Regions from separate parts of the Mus musculus genome. Here all the other regions are linked to region 4. A link is a contact called in public promoter capture Hi-C data. All regions are on one chromosome and are shown on one strand. The core of a region is the stretch at or near the end of the contact, and the rest is flanking DNA. Distances in the headings are between cores, read along the strand shown. Region 1 holds the start of Cgrrf1 (cell growth regulator with ring finger domain 1). Region 2 holds the start of Wdfy4 (WD repeat and FYVE domain containing 4). Region 3 holds the start of A930038B10Rik (a long non-coding RNA gene). Region 4 holds the start of Tspan14 (tetraspanin 14). Region 5 holds the start of Wapl (WAPL cohesin release factor).

What was found. Promoter capture Hi-C pulls out the DNA fragments that hold promoters and counts their contacts.
Region 1: a promoter capture Hi-C map of pre-B cells shows a contact between it and region 4. The contact joins the promoter of Cgrrf1 here to the promoter of Tspan14 in region 4. A contact is called at or near these places in 1 of 39 promoter capture datasets (pre-B cells) and 1 of 484 Hi-C or Micro-C datasets (CD4 T cells).
Region 2: a promoter capture Hi-C map of pre-B cells shows a contact between it and region 4. The contact joins the promoter of Wdfy4 here to the promoter of Tspan14 in region 4. A contact is called at or near these places in 1 of 39 promoter capture datasets (pre-B cells) and 1 of 484 Hi-C or Micro-C datasets (B cells).
Region 3: a contact with region 4 is called in a promoter capture Hi-C map of pre-B cells. The contact joins the promoter of A930038B10Rik here to the promoter of Tspan14 in region 4. A contact is called at or near these places in 1 of 39 promoter capture datasets (pre-B cells) and 1 of 484 Hi-C or Micro-C datasets (centroblasts).
Region 5: a promoter capture Hi-C map of pre-B cells shows a contact between it and region 4. The contact joins the promoter of Wapl here to the promoter of Tspan14 in region 4. A contact is called at or near these places in 2 of 39 promoter capture datasets (cranial neural crest and pre-B cells) and 2 of 484 Hi-C or Micro-C datasets (B cells and CD4 T cells).

The regions. Positions count from the first base shown.
Region 1 is chr14:46,830,786-46,833,485 of GRCm38.p6, reverse strand. Cgrrf1 (cell growth regulator with ring finger domain 1) reads right to left here and starts at 1,352. Exons shown (of 6, transcript NM_026832.4): 1 at 1,107-1,352. The coding sequence starts at 1,210.
Region 2 is chr14:33,183,618-33,186,317 of GRCm38.p6, reverse strand. Wdfy4 (WD repeat and FYVE domain containing 4) reads left to right here and starts at 1,252. Exons shown (of 59, transcript NM_001146022.2): 1 at 1,252-1,450.
Region 3 is chr14:34,758,859-34,761,558 of GRCm38.p6, reverse strand. A930038B10Rik (a long non-coding RNA gene) reads right to left here and starts at 1,364. Exons shown (of 5, transcript XR_001781218.2): 1 at 1,287-1,364.
Region 4 is chr14:40,965,523-40,968,257 of GRCm38.p6, reverse strand. It overlaps Tspan14 (tetraspanin 14), which reads left to right and starts at 1,362. Exons shown (of 9, transcript NM_145928.2): 1 at 1,362-1,482.
Region 5 is chr14:34,672,576-34,675,275 of GRCm38.p6, reverse strand. Wapl (WAPL cohesin release factor) reads right to left here and starts at 1,348. Exons shown (of 19, transcript NM_001004436.4): 1 at 916-1,348. It overlaps 5830448L01Rik (RIKEN cDNA 5830448L01 gene), which reads left to right and starts at 608. Exons shown (of 1, transcript NR_165636.1): 1 at 608-2,305.

The DNA of each region.
Region 1 (2,700 bases), core at 103-2,602, 5.9 Mb before region 4:
GCTGAAACAGGACTGCAATCATACTATGCTACAGGGAAACCACCTGTCTTAAAGAGAAAACAACTTAAGACTGGACTTCATCTTATCTTGTCCACAACATGGGAGTTTTACGCTGTAACTCGGGGTCAAGTGGAAATATTAACATGTTCTTTTTTTCCAAAAGGAGATCCTATTATCAGAAACGGACCGGGACCTGTTAAAGTCTTTAAAGTAACGATGAATATGTAATCAAGTGGTATTTTTGAGCTTGATTTACAAAGCCCGCTTCAGTCTCAAACCTGTTTGCTTTGTTCTTCTTGCAAATGCATTCCCGTTCTCACATAGTTTTCAGAGAACTCGTTCCCCAACTGTAACAGCTCATGTCCTTTTCTGTACGGTCCACTTCCAGCCATGGTTCTTGCTCATTTAGAGCCACTGTTCAATACATTTGGGTTCACCATCTTTTCAAGGGGCTATGAAAGCTGCAGTCTAGAGAGCAACCGCTGTAGGCTAGTCCCGTGGTTTCAACCAGCTGTGTTTTATAAGCCTAAACATGATAAAACTGCATCTCCTCAAGAGGGATACCGGAGACTCAACACTGAAAGAATTGTTCCTGGGTTATGTAACTCTCCTAGAAGCAAAATGCCTCCACCCCACAGAATAACTTATTCCTAAAATCTCGCTCCTTTCTAAAAACGTCTTATTAACTAAAGATCACTTCCAAAAAAATAGACTGCATCAAGAAGCCATTCAATTAGCAATCGGTAGATACAGAATTCGGGTAAAAGTTCCTCTGAAAGATCTGGGACCAAGCAAGGGTCAGTTCGGGTCATAAACAGCCAAGCTCCTTTGGGTCAGGTCTGCGCGCCTGCGGGGCCGGTGACCGGTCCCCGCTAGGCACAAAGTAGGCCGGGGCCCGGGACAAAGCCTTCGGGACACGCACTCTGACCCCCGCACCAGGACCAAGTTCTCCCCTGCGGTCCCATCCCACGGGGGCAGCAGCCTGGCCTGGGCCGAGTGTGTTCGGTGGCGGTGACCGCTCTCCCGGAGTCACCCGAACCCTCTGCGCGGACCCCACACCGGGCCGGCGGTCCCCGCGCCCTCCACTCCCAGCCCTGGACACTCACCATCCTAATACCAGGCCGGTGGTGACGATGAAGCAGGTGAAGACCACCGCTATGTAGAAGAGCGGCGAGTATTCATAGAGCGTTACCAGGAACACTGCGGCCATCGGGGTCTCCTGGGCTCAGCCCAGCCCAGCCCGGCTGGCCCGGACCCGAGCCGGTATGGCGCCCCGGAGCGGACAAACTTTGTAGGTCCTCACTCGCCCAGGCTTCTGGGCAGCTGACAGCCGCGGCCACTGGAGACGGAATGCCAATCACAAGGTTGATAGCAGGTATGCCACGCCCCTCCCTCGTCTGGTCCCGACTACTGGCTACGTAACAGGGAGGGACCAGCTCCGCCCTGCCCTGCGCCCAGGATTGGTGGCCTGAGAGAATTCCGCCAGCCGGGCTCTGTTCTCAAATTCCTAACTGACATCTGGGGCCAAAATTTAAGTTAATGCAGATCCTCAGATACACGAGGTATCCTGGAAACCCTGCAAACCCTAGACAAATTTGGGAATGGGACAAGGGCCGGCATCGGCGCGACGGAATGGTCTACGAAAGGAATGGTCTCGATTTGCGGATTGTCGCGGAAAACCCGAAAAGAGGTCACTACCGCGAGCGATTTTTTGTAACCTTATCAACCTTTGCAAAGTAAGTTTATTCAAAGGAAAATCGGCATACGTACTCCCTCGGCCCTCTTTTTTCTTCTCCAATTAGAATTAGCCAGATCTTTGAAGGTTTTAGTAACTAATTTTTGTTTGTTTATTAGGAGATCTTAGTACAGGAAGTAGCTTAATGTCTGCTTCCTTTCCTCACTCTTGTCATCAGTGCCTCAAAGAAGCCTCCCGGAAGTTTCTCCTAAAACCACTTTTATATTTCTTTTACTTAAGCCCTAATGTGATCCCTAGTTACAGCATAAACAGGAGAAACACCTCCCATCACAAATCCGATCCTGTTACTGAGGAAGAAGGGGAGAGTGGACATTAGGACGCTTAAGGAAAGGTTTCATGCCATGCTCTCAAGTCACCAGGAAATGTGTGCTTCAAAAAGAAGAGTTAGCTTCGTCCAGTGACCTTGACCAAATAGCCTTGTGTTTTCTGGAGTACTGCTATTTAAGCTTGTTTCTATGTAAATTTTCTCATTAGTAGATATTGAATTGTAAAAGTATGTTTATTTAAGCTATGCTTGGTTGTTGGAATGTTTTTTACTACCACATCAAGCACTGCAGTGAGTATCCATAAAGCTAATTTACTTACTTAGGCTAAATCATGGAGGTAGGACTTTATGTATATTTAATTTTTTTTAGAGACTAGAGTCTAGAAATACTGTGTTAGATGCAATCACACCATTGCAGGTAGCCAATCTGAAGGCAATTTTATTACAGTAAAACGAAAAGGGATGTTTATCGTGAAACAAAAACATAAGTTGCAGGTAAAGTAACATTAAATACATAGGAATGACTTTGTCCCCACTCAACCCCCACTGAACCTACAGTAAAGAGATGTAAGATGTAAGCCAACAAGATGGCTAAAGGCACTTGCTACCAGGCCTGACAACCTAACTGGAACCTTCTGGAACCACGTGGTAAAAGGAGAATACAGTTGTCTTCAGACCT
Region 2 (2,700 bases), core at 3-2,502, 7.8 Mb after region 4:
TTCCCCATAGGAAAAGCTGGAGTTATGGGAATGTGCATATTGTAAAGGCACAAGGCTGCAACATCCAATCAGAGATTCCTCTCTGCTCTTATAAGTGCCTGGACCCTGCCCTTTCCCCTACTGACCCACATTGTCCTGTGGGTCATCTGGGCAGAACATCACCTGCACGAATGAAGTCACCTCATCAGGAGAACACCCCACTTTCTCCTTTGTGTGTTTCTGAGCCTCACACTCCTGCAACCCCTAACCCTTGGCTTTGTCTCCCCCAGTCCCCCCTGTGCCTGGCTTATCTACAAAGACGTTTCTGATTTTCTCTAAGCTTCTGCTCCAATCTAGTCTTCTCCATCCTGTGGAGACATTAAGAACTCTGCTGGGGTCTTAGAAAGAGCCATTCTTCCATATTGGTATTCCACACACCTGCTCCCATACCTTACCATTTAGAGAAGGGAAGGCATTTAGATTTAGTTCCTAGGGATTTGAAATTAGGACTGGGAGGCTGAGGGTTAGGACGAGGAGCCATACGGACCCCAGCCTGCTGGGCACACAGCTAGTAAGCAGCAGAGGCGGAATTCAGACATGGGCACCAGGCTGTACTTTCCCTTCTGTTCCTAGGTCCCACCTGGCTCTGCTTGATCACCAAACACACAGTCTCAGGGGAGCTTTTGTGAAACCCATGTTGTCCTGCCAGTCATTGGTGAAGCAGCTCTGTCATTGGCTCCTTGGAGGGAAGGATGGGAAGGGCAGGCATCTGCTGACTTCCCACTTCTGCTTTCTCCAGGAAATGAAGAGAAACCCAGCACAAGTGATTCATAATGAAACACTGTTGTTGATGGCTGCCATGCGAGGCCAGGTCTTGGTCTGTTCCCCTGAGCTGAGCCATTGGAGGCTGGGGATAGAAGCACTCACACCATGTGACATCCGCAGGCTTTGACCACCACCCTCCAGGTACGTCTTTCTGATCTTGGATAAGAGAGATCAGCCAGGTGGGGGCTGTTTGTTGCGGTAGACTGCCCCGCTGCTTCCTGCAAAGCCAACTGTGGAGCACATGTGTGACCATCAGTACTTAGTCTGAATGCGGGGTGGCAGAGAGGAGGGACGATTGGCAGGAAGTGAGCGGTGAAGGAGGTCCTTGTGGTCAGTGCCTCTCAGCACCCTTGTCACTTGTGAGTTTTGCTGAGCTGACCAGGCACTAGATCATTCCTTACCCTCTGACCACGGGTTAAGTCCCTTCTTTAGACTCTGCTGAGAGGTAGGAGTCTGCCACAGCTGGGGAAAACTAACTCTGGCTTGTGCCACTGTCAAGGTATAGAACGGGACACTGACTGAGACGCTCCTCTCATAGCCCTGGTGTAGCTTGTGAAGGGTGGACCACCCACCCTGGCCTTCGGGGCAGCTGGGCAGACCTGGTCTTGCCCTTAGCTGGCCCCACCCTTGCCTGCCCCAGGATCTGGTAAGTAGAAGTCTCTTAAGGTGGCATTTCTTCACCTGCGTTATCACACGCAGCCTTTGAATTCCAATGTTTCTCATTAACAGCAGCATCTGGGCCACTGAGGATTGATCCCTTTCTCCTTCAAAACCCAGCTTTCAAGAACCTAATCCTTTGTCCCAGTCTTTCCGAAGTGATGACTGGGCGTTGGGTACTGTCTTTCTAGGGAATATTTCAAGTATAATTGTCTCCATTTCTATCCACTTACGTCCAATGAACTAGTAAAGAGACAAGTTACAGATGGGGCCTGTGATGCCGGTGCGGTGACATAAAGTGGGTTGGAGGAATGTGCAGGATGGACAGGGAGGGCACACATCTGCTGAGAGGACACTGAAGGAGCCCAGCCCTGCACTGTGGTTTCTGAGAATTGCTCTTAAAAGCCTTCAGGAAGGCTTGGAGGTCAGTGTGGTACCTTGCAGTGAAGGGTGTGCTGGGGGCTGGGGACTAGCCAGAGAGTTGGGTGTGGGCTCAAGTGTGGGAAAAATTCTCCTGTCTTTACATCCTTGGTGTCTGGTCTGACCTCCTATGGGCCTAAAAGAGTTTTCTTTTTTATTAAATTTTAAAAAAACCTTATTTTATTATCTTGTGTGTATAGGTGTTTAGCCTGAATGACCCTCTGTCCCAGCTTTGGGATTATTGTTTCCTTGTTTTTATTTCTGATTCCTCCACTATCTCTAAATTGTTTAATACATGTCTGGTAGTTTGAATGGGAGTGCTTTCCTTAGGCTCATATATTTTCATACTTGGTCTCTAATTGGTGGAAATGTTTGGGAAGTGTTAGGAGGTGTGGCCTTGTTGGAAAGGGTGAGTTACTGGGGGCGGGCTTTGAGGTTTCAAAAGTCCTCTCCCTTTGTTTCTAGTGAGGGCCTCTCTCTTTGCCTCTTGGATGTGATTTTTAGACTCTCAGCTGTTCCTGCCACTGTTCCTTTGCTCTGACATCATGGATTCTAATCCTCCGAACCTGTAAGCAACAGATTAAATGCTTTCTTTTGTAACTTGTCTTGGTCATGGTGTTTTATCACAGCAACGGAAAGGTAACCCAAACTATATATGGCTTTATTTTATACTTTTTTGAACTTAGCCTGAAGTTAGGCGCGCGCGCGCGCGCACACACACACACACACACACACACACACACAGAGTATACTGTATGCATGAGTGTGTGCATATGTATGCAGGTACACATACCTGTGCATGCATATGGAGAGGACAGA
Region 3 (2,700 bases), core at 115-2,614, 6.2 Mb after region 4:
TAGCAGGAGATTGGGACAAGAGAGCTATTTTTATAAGAACTGTGCTTAAGTTTTCATCCCAGATGACAGAAGTGTGAAGTAGAAGAGGCTGGAGAAGTGGTGCACATGCCTGTGGTATTTGGTTCTTGCTGTTGCATTTTCCACGGGATGCCATGCAACTATCTAAAATGCTGACAACTGTAACCTCCCAAATTTGTCCTCTACTATCTCAATTCAGTCACCAAATGCCATCTGAAGGCTCACATGGCCAGTCATGCAAAAATACATGCTCAAGTAGTTTAGAAACCTGTTCATGGTCTACGGGTTCAACTCAGGATGTGGGTTCCACCCCAAAGCCAGGCCCAGACATACTGACGATACTAAATGTCTAAACCTAAGTTCCAGAGAAGTGTTTGTTTGTATGTATGTATGTTTGTTTGTTTGTTTGTTTAGGTGGTGGTAATACAGTGCTACAGTCCTGGGATGAACCCCAGGGCCTCAATGCATATTAGGCAAACTTCCTACCACTGATCTATTGTCCCATCTACCCTTTCACACCTCCTGGGTAACTGGCATTGCAGTTGTATGTCAGCAGGCATGGCTATAAAGATCAGTTTTATGTGTGTTGTCAGGGGTCAGGGGTGGCACAAATCTATAACAAATCCCAGCACCAGGAGGCTAAGGTGGGAAGATCAAGAGCTTTAGACCAGACTGGACTATAAGATTCCATCTCAACAAACAAGTGTTTAGGTTCAAATGCCAAAAGCTTTAACAGTGAAAGGACAGGTGTAGTGCCACACACTTGTAATCACAGCATTTGGAGAGTAGAGGGAGGGGAATCGGAAATGCAAGGTCAGTCTCTACTGTACAGCAAATTTGAGGCCAGCAGGGCTGAAACCCTCTGTCAAGGAGATAAAGAGAGAGGAATGGGGAACGGAGGGGAAGGAGAGGGGAAGGAGAAGGTGGGGGAGAGGAGGAGAGGTTTAGAGGGAGAGACAGACAGAGACAGAGACAGAGAGACAGAGGGGGAAGGATAGAAAGAGAGGAAGAGAGGGGGAGGAAGAGAGAGACAAAGAGAGAGAGGGAGGAGAAAAAGGGAGAGAGACAGAGAGACAGAGACAGACAGAGAAAGAGAGGGAGGGAAAGAGGGTGGCAGGGAGTAAGAGAGACACACACACACACACACACACAGAGAGAGAGAGAGAGAGAGAGAGAGAGAGAGAGAGAGAGAGAGAGAGATTTTCAGTGAGGTCCTAAGCAGTGTCCACCCAGGTCCTTGAACTATTTCTTCTAAACATGATGCTTACCCCAGGTTTTCTAGGTTTCTCCATTGACTGTCCCCCTTAGAAGATTATTTTAAGGTCACCTTTGTCCAATGTTCACTCTTTCAGCTGTATAAATATTACCCAATAAGTCACATTGACTTTCTCCTGTAGTTTTGCTACCTCTAAGTTAATAATTTGCTTAGTTTTCTGACTAGTCAGGGAAGTCTGTCCGACACACAAATTGCATTATCAGTCACTCAACCTGGAGGTAGCCTCTCAGATTAATCTTGTTTTTCTTAACTAAAATCTTCCTAGAGTGTTAATGCTTCAAATTACCGCTTCTTTGGGACTTCATTTTCTTTTATGTGTGTATGCCAGTGTTTCCCTGATTTGCCCAGTCTGCTTTGAACCACAATCCTGCAGAATCAGTCTCCCAAGTGCTGAGATTCTGAGCCTGCATCATTGAACACAGCTCTCTAGATCCTTAAATGGGATTTTCCTTGCTAAGACAAATTGGAATTTATTTTTAGCAACTGGTCAAGATAAAGTTATTCTAAGCTACACTCCTAACATGTTGTGTATTGAAACATGAACAAAACCAGTTTCCTGACATCAACAAACTCTGGATGGGGTGACTCGGGAACCAACAAGAAGTAATACCACCAGAGGAGGAGGGATCGGGGTGCCGGAACCGGCTTGGGCATCGAATAGATATGGATTTAATCCTGGTCCTTTCTGCCTCTGTGTGAGTCTAACTGGGCATGATAGGCTCTCCCCACCATGAATGTGAAGCTGGTGAGAGCAACAAGAAGGGAGCCTTACCTGCAGCAGCTGAAGATCACATAAGGCTCGTTTCCAAGTCAGCATATTCTGAGACCGATGGTGTGCAGGACCAGCGTAGGGTGCAACACTCAGATGATAATGGAATTACAATGATCTCACTTGCTGAGGGAGGGCTTCTGAAACATTCTCCACCCGTGACCTCTTTACACCTGTGTAGAAGTTTTGTCCTGGTTCTTTCTACCTCCCAGCCCCATGCTCCCAGGAATTAAGACTCAGGCTCAAAATATATTTATAAATATCTTGGCCATATAACTAGGTTCTTATCTGAGTAGGTCATAATTTATGATTACCCGTTTATTTTAATCTATATTCTGCCATGTGACTAGTCACCCGTGCTCAGATACCATGTGTCTGTCTTGTTACATCTTCCCAGGCAAATCTCCTGCTCCTGGCTCCCAGAATCCTTTCTGCCTCCCGAATGTCCTACCTATTTTGTGCCTAAGCCATAGGCTATCAGATTTATTTTGTCAAGTGTACAACCATACAGACATAAGATATTTTTTATATATACATGTGAAATTATTTTTATTACCTTGATTGATTGATTGATTGATTGATTGTGTATGTGCACATGAGTATGCACACAGCGTGGCTTGCACGTGGAGGTGAGATG
Region 4 (2,735 bases), core at 113-2,612:
GTCTCAGCATTGATTTCATCTTGAAATGATTTGTCTTTTCTACTAAACAGTAACTATGTGGAGGGAGAGGTTTCAGGCTGCTGCACTCCCCAGGATAATTCAAGACCTGGTGCCCACACATCAGACACCCAATCATGCATTTTGGTTAGTTAGAGGTGACAATATGGACAGGTTTCCTTGCCAGAGAGGTCCTTGAGCTATCTGGCATATTCTAGAAACAGGCTACATCCCCATTGTTAAATAACCACAACTAGCAGCAGAAAGGTACATTCTATTTCCAGATTTTCTTTTTCTCTTTACAATGAACTTAACCTGTTGGCTGCGTGTGTTAAAAACATAGCCCCAGTCTTATGCCACTTTTGTATAGCCCAAGAGGAGCAGATCTGTCCCTCAGCTCCCGCAAATCTACACGAGTTTACCAAGCAGGACAAGGTTATGCTTTGCTCTATTGACAAGCAGATCTAGGCTGGGACGAGATCGGCCTTTTTATCACAGCAGTGTGGACAGCACTGTAAATCTATCTGCCTGTCCTGTGACCTTCCACTTCCAAGAATCAGCCCAGCCATCTCCTCAGCATAAAGGTGATGAGCAAATCTCAGCAGGACATCCAAAGGAAGCTTGGTATTTTTAGCACCGAGACTGGAAGGAGCGAGTGTTTACGGCTCAGCTGTAAAGAAATCTCAACCACCGTTTCTAGAAAACTACCCGCACACACTGGCTCCCAAGGCTGGGCAGGAATGCCTTCCATCTTAAAACCAGCCATTTCACCAATCTTCTTCCACCTCTCAGCCACCTCGAGCATCCCTTGACACAGGCATCTTGTAACTCGCATTTCTCCCTGGCTCGGCTCCCGCCGGGTTAAGAGCTAATACCAGAGGAGCATTTGCGCGGCGTAACTTGGCCGAGCGCTCAACTCTGCGGCCACAAGCGATCGACTTCGCCAGCGTCCGGGAGCCACAGAGAGGGCGGAACCGGGTAAATCCCGTTTGGGGCACCGCCCAGAGCCGGACAAAGGGGCGGGTCAGCGATCCGCCTCATTACCTATGGATGACCATTTGTAGGGCGGGGTGCACGGTAGGGGGTGGAGCACGGCGACCCGGGGGCGGAACACAGGCGGGGCGTAGAGAAGGCGTGGTGATCAATGTGGGAGGGGCAATCAGCGGTGGGATGTGGGCTGATAGCACAGTGGGGCGGAGCGAGCGGTGAGAGCCAGGCCTGGGTGGGGGGGAGGAGCGAAAGATGGGGCGGTTCCTGCATGGGGAGGAGCAAAGAGCGGGGGCGGGGCTTGGGTGCGCCAGACGCACTGGGCGGCTGAGCGGTGCGAGGAAGCGGCGCCTCTTTTTTCGCCGCGGCCCCGCCCCTCCGCGCCCCGCCCCCGCCGCTCGGACGGCCCGAGTCGCGCCCTCCCGCTCGGAGCTGCTGAACTTGCTCTAACTTCCTCGGCCAACCGGGCCGTGCTGCCGCCGCTGCTGCCGCGCCCGGGTAAGTAGAACGCGTGGCCTCGCTGAAGCGTCGGGCCTGTCTTTATTGTCTCGGGCCGGCCCTCGTGAGCGTCCTCTCGGGACAGCGGCTGCTCCCCGCGTTCCTGCTCGGCCCCTGGACTCCCTTGGCTGGCGGGGGCGGCCCCGCGGGTGGCGCGGGCTTTGTCTGCTGAGACCGCCCGCGAGCTCTGGAGGCCGCGGCCGGGACCCCGCTGAGCCGAACTGGGGCGCTGTATCGAGTGGGAGGCGCGGCGGGCTACCCGGAAGGTGTGTCTGCTCCCGGCTGCTGCCTGGGCTCTGTCGGTCCTCACCTGCGAACCCAGCGGAAGGCTCTTTATTCAGCTCCGGTCCCGGATGAGGGGACGGTCGCCCAGCCCCCACCCACCCTGAATGTGCACGCTGTCGCGGGGTCCCACGCTGTCCGGCAAGAGTTTAAGGAGGTGGCGATCCTGGCTTCTCGGTGCTAGTCGCTAAAGGCTGTGTTTGGGAGCAGAGCCCGACCCCTGACCTAGCCCGAGGTTTGGCCAAGTTGTGATTCTGGCTCAGCCTAGGTTGGAGCTCCTGTATTCCCTTCCCTCCCGGGCGTGCAGTGCAGAGGGTGGGCAGAGTGCACATTTGGGGACTTCGGCCCCTGAACCACTGAAACTCCTGTCTGGAGGACTGAAACTTGGTCTCCAGTGAGAGGCAGTCAGAATCCTCAGAACTCAGTGTCTTCAGCCAGTGCCTGCCCGGAGCTGGTTGCAGAGCCACGGTGACTGTATCAGGACACTGGTGTTCTGGGACATCGAGATGTGTTGGGCAGCGTGTGCAGGACGCTGGGCTGGAGCCTGTAGCAGGTGTGATCTCAGCTCTCTAGGTGGTCACCCCAACGGACTGGTGGATTTAGGTCAGTTGCCTGCCAAATCCTACACAGTTGTGGCTGTCAAGGGACAGTTTCCACACAGCCCCTTGGCTTCTGAGTAGAAGTTGGTGCCTGCTGAGTGCTTCCTTATTTATGAAAGGAAATCTGGGGCCCCACATTCTAACAGCTCAGAGGTTGCTGGAGACACCCTTTCTCTCAAAACTCCTCCTGGGCCCTAAAACCCTTAGAATGAAGCCCAGACTTCTGCTCTCTGGCTCCTCCCTTAGCTGTCCCCAAGTCTTTTTTTTTTTTTTTTTTTTTTTTTTTTTTTGGTGTCAGGGTCTTGTGTAACCCAGGGTTGCCTTGAATTCATGATTCTTCTCAGTCTCTTGAGGTGGAAACCTATGTCACTA
Region 5 (2,700 bases), core at 99-2,598, 6.3 Mb after region 4:
AATATGGTTGAGTTATTATGTACAGAATCCAGGAGATATGAGTACAAGAGTTACGTGATTGCTTTTACTGTTTTCCATAACGTCCATTTTAAAAAGTCAGCAGACTACTGCGATGGCATTATCTAAGCTTAACATATGTACAAATTCAGCATATATATTTGGCATGACGTTTTACGCACATTTCAGACACACTATCTTGTTCTGGCTTCAAATTTCACCAACAGTCCTAACTAAAAAGGAAAAGAAGGTTCACAACTGATTGTTTTCGATTTGGGAGGCCTTCGCTTCATCCCAAAGCCCAGCTGACTTTTGATGGAAGTGCACTGCGATTTAAATTAGGGAAAGGGTATACAAAACAACCAACCAACCTCCTTACACTGAAGCTGTAAAGAAACCTAGCCACTTCCAGGAAAGACACCCAAGGTAATGCATTAGGGGGGCTTCAATAAAGAGAGGAGAGTGGAATGGGCAAACAGAAACCCTCACCTGAGGCTGCGAGTGCGCCCGGAGGCTGGAGCCGAGACACCCCTCGGGCTGGACACTCACGCAACTTTTCTCCTCCCAACCCCCACAGCCTAGGAAAGGGATGTCGCTTCGGACGCCCCGGAAGCTTCTGCTACCGAGTCCCCGAAGCAAGGCCTCTCGGTGACGGCTAGAGGCGGAGGAGACGACGGGGAAAAAGAATTCGGGACTCAAATCAACCGGACCGGGTTTGGAAAAGAGAAGTCAAATCAAGTAGCCGGAGAAGAACTCAAAAGGCAAAATTAAGAGGTGGGAAGGGAAAGAGTTTCTTGCGATCCTCCGGTGCCCAACTTCCTTAGAAGCCAGGTGAGCAACGAGCCTCGCGCCGCCCCTGCCGCCTCCACCCGCCCCAACTCACTCCGGGCCTAGGCAGCCGCCCGAGACCTCACTTACCCTCGGCGCCTGGCGGGTGCTTTGGCCTCGGGCCGCCTCCGCCTCTCCGGCTCCCAACGGCCCGCGGGCGGGCGCGGGAGCCCCGCGCGAGAGACCAGTGCCGACCGGTGCCACCGAGAGGGGCGAGGGGCTCTGCTGCCGTCACAGTCCGCGGCTCCGCTTCGGTAAATAGGAAGCTCGGGCGACAGGGGGGGTGGGGGGTGAGCGGCGGCCCCGCAACTTCCCTCCCCACCTCAGGCGCGCCGGCCGGACAGGGCCTAGGCCTCCCTGGCGGCCGCCGCCGGTGCCGAGCCCGCTACGTGCCCCCGCTGGGCCGCCGCCGCCTTCTGCGCCGCCGCCTCCGCCGGTGAATGGTCAGCGCTGGAGTTTGAACAGGGCCCTGAACCATCTCAACGCCATTTGCGCTCCCGGCCCCCCACCTCCTTCCTCCAACAGCCGCTCGCTCCGTCACTCCGCTTCCCACAGGCCCCGCGCGGCCGCCCGACTCCGCAGCCAATCGTACGGCCTCTTACTCAAACCGCCGCGCAGGCGCCGCGCCCCGCACGCGCCGGCTACCACCATTGGTCGGACCGCGTGGCCCGACGGGAGTTGTAGTTCTCTCTTCCGCAAGGTCCTGGTGTCTAAAGCCCGGTTCCGGAGCTGGCGAACGGTATAGGTTCTGGCTAAGGGCCTGCTGGACTTCACCGACTCCGGAGCCAGTCCCAGTTCCTAGCCACGCGACGAGACGCAGGTGCAGCGCGGGAAGGCTCGCGGCACAGTGCAGGCAGCTGTGTCAATCGTTTCCCCTCCAGGGACCCTCCGGTGTCTAGGGACAGAGACTTGTGCAGCTGCGCCGAGCCTGCTGGGCCACCGCCCGGACCTTGGAGGCGGGGAACTTGGGGCCGCCTTTGACCTGGTCTGACGGTGCGAGAGAGCCAACGCAGGTAAACGAGCAGCGAAACCTGGAGCAGTCGGGTGCTGGTCTCCTCGCAGCCGGGATCCGCTTCAGCCGGCCACTTCATCCTCTCTCTCCTTTCTTGTTCAGTCCCCACTACGGAGTTCTGTCCCCTACCTGTTAGCAATGACACCCCACACCCCCACCCCACCCCCGCTCCCCGAGTATTTTATGTTACTAAGGAATTATCGTCATCCTTATCGAACGTGCTTACGGTAATGTGGCTTTAAATTTAAAACACACACACACACACACACACACACTAAAGTGTTGATAGGTAAAATGATCCAATACGTTTATTTTGTTTTAGACTAAGCCTCTGGAAACTGGGAAAGAAGGGAATAAATTAACTGAGGATGTCCTTCGATGTTGGAGCTGTGGGATATGTACACATATGCTATCATACCAGTATTTATGTCTCAAATTGTTCATAATAAAGTTTTGGTTTGGGGGGGACGGATTGTTTGTTTTGGTTTGGGTTTTCAACTAACTAGTCCCGGACAAGAAGGTAGTGAATGATGGACGGAGTATTTTTAAGTTTTCTTCTGCAGAGACTTTTTTTCATGTCAGTGAATCACCTGGTTGAGAAACTTGGAGAGGTTTTATTTTAAACCTTCAATGAGAAAATAGCTTTCTAAAACAGTTTCCCTTAGGAGAAGTGAGTGGTCAGTCATTGGCCTTGCAGCTAATGGAGACTCATCTGAGAAATTAGAAAACTACTAATTGCTTTTAGTGAAAAGACAACCTCTTCTGCCAGATTTGCTTTTAAAGACTCCTCAAATTTCAAGCTCCCTCCACTGTAGTCAATGGATTTTTCCAACAAAGCTAAAAAGGAAAAATAAAAACTTCTG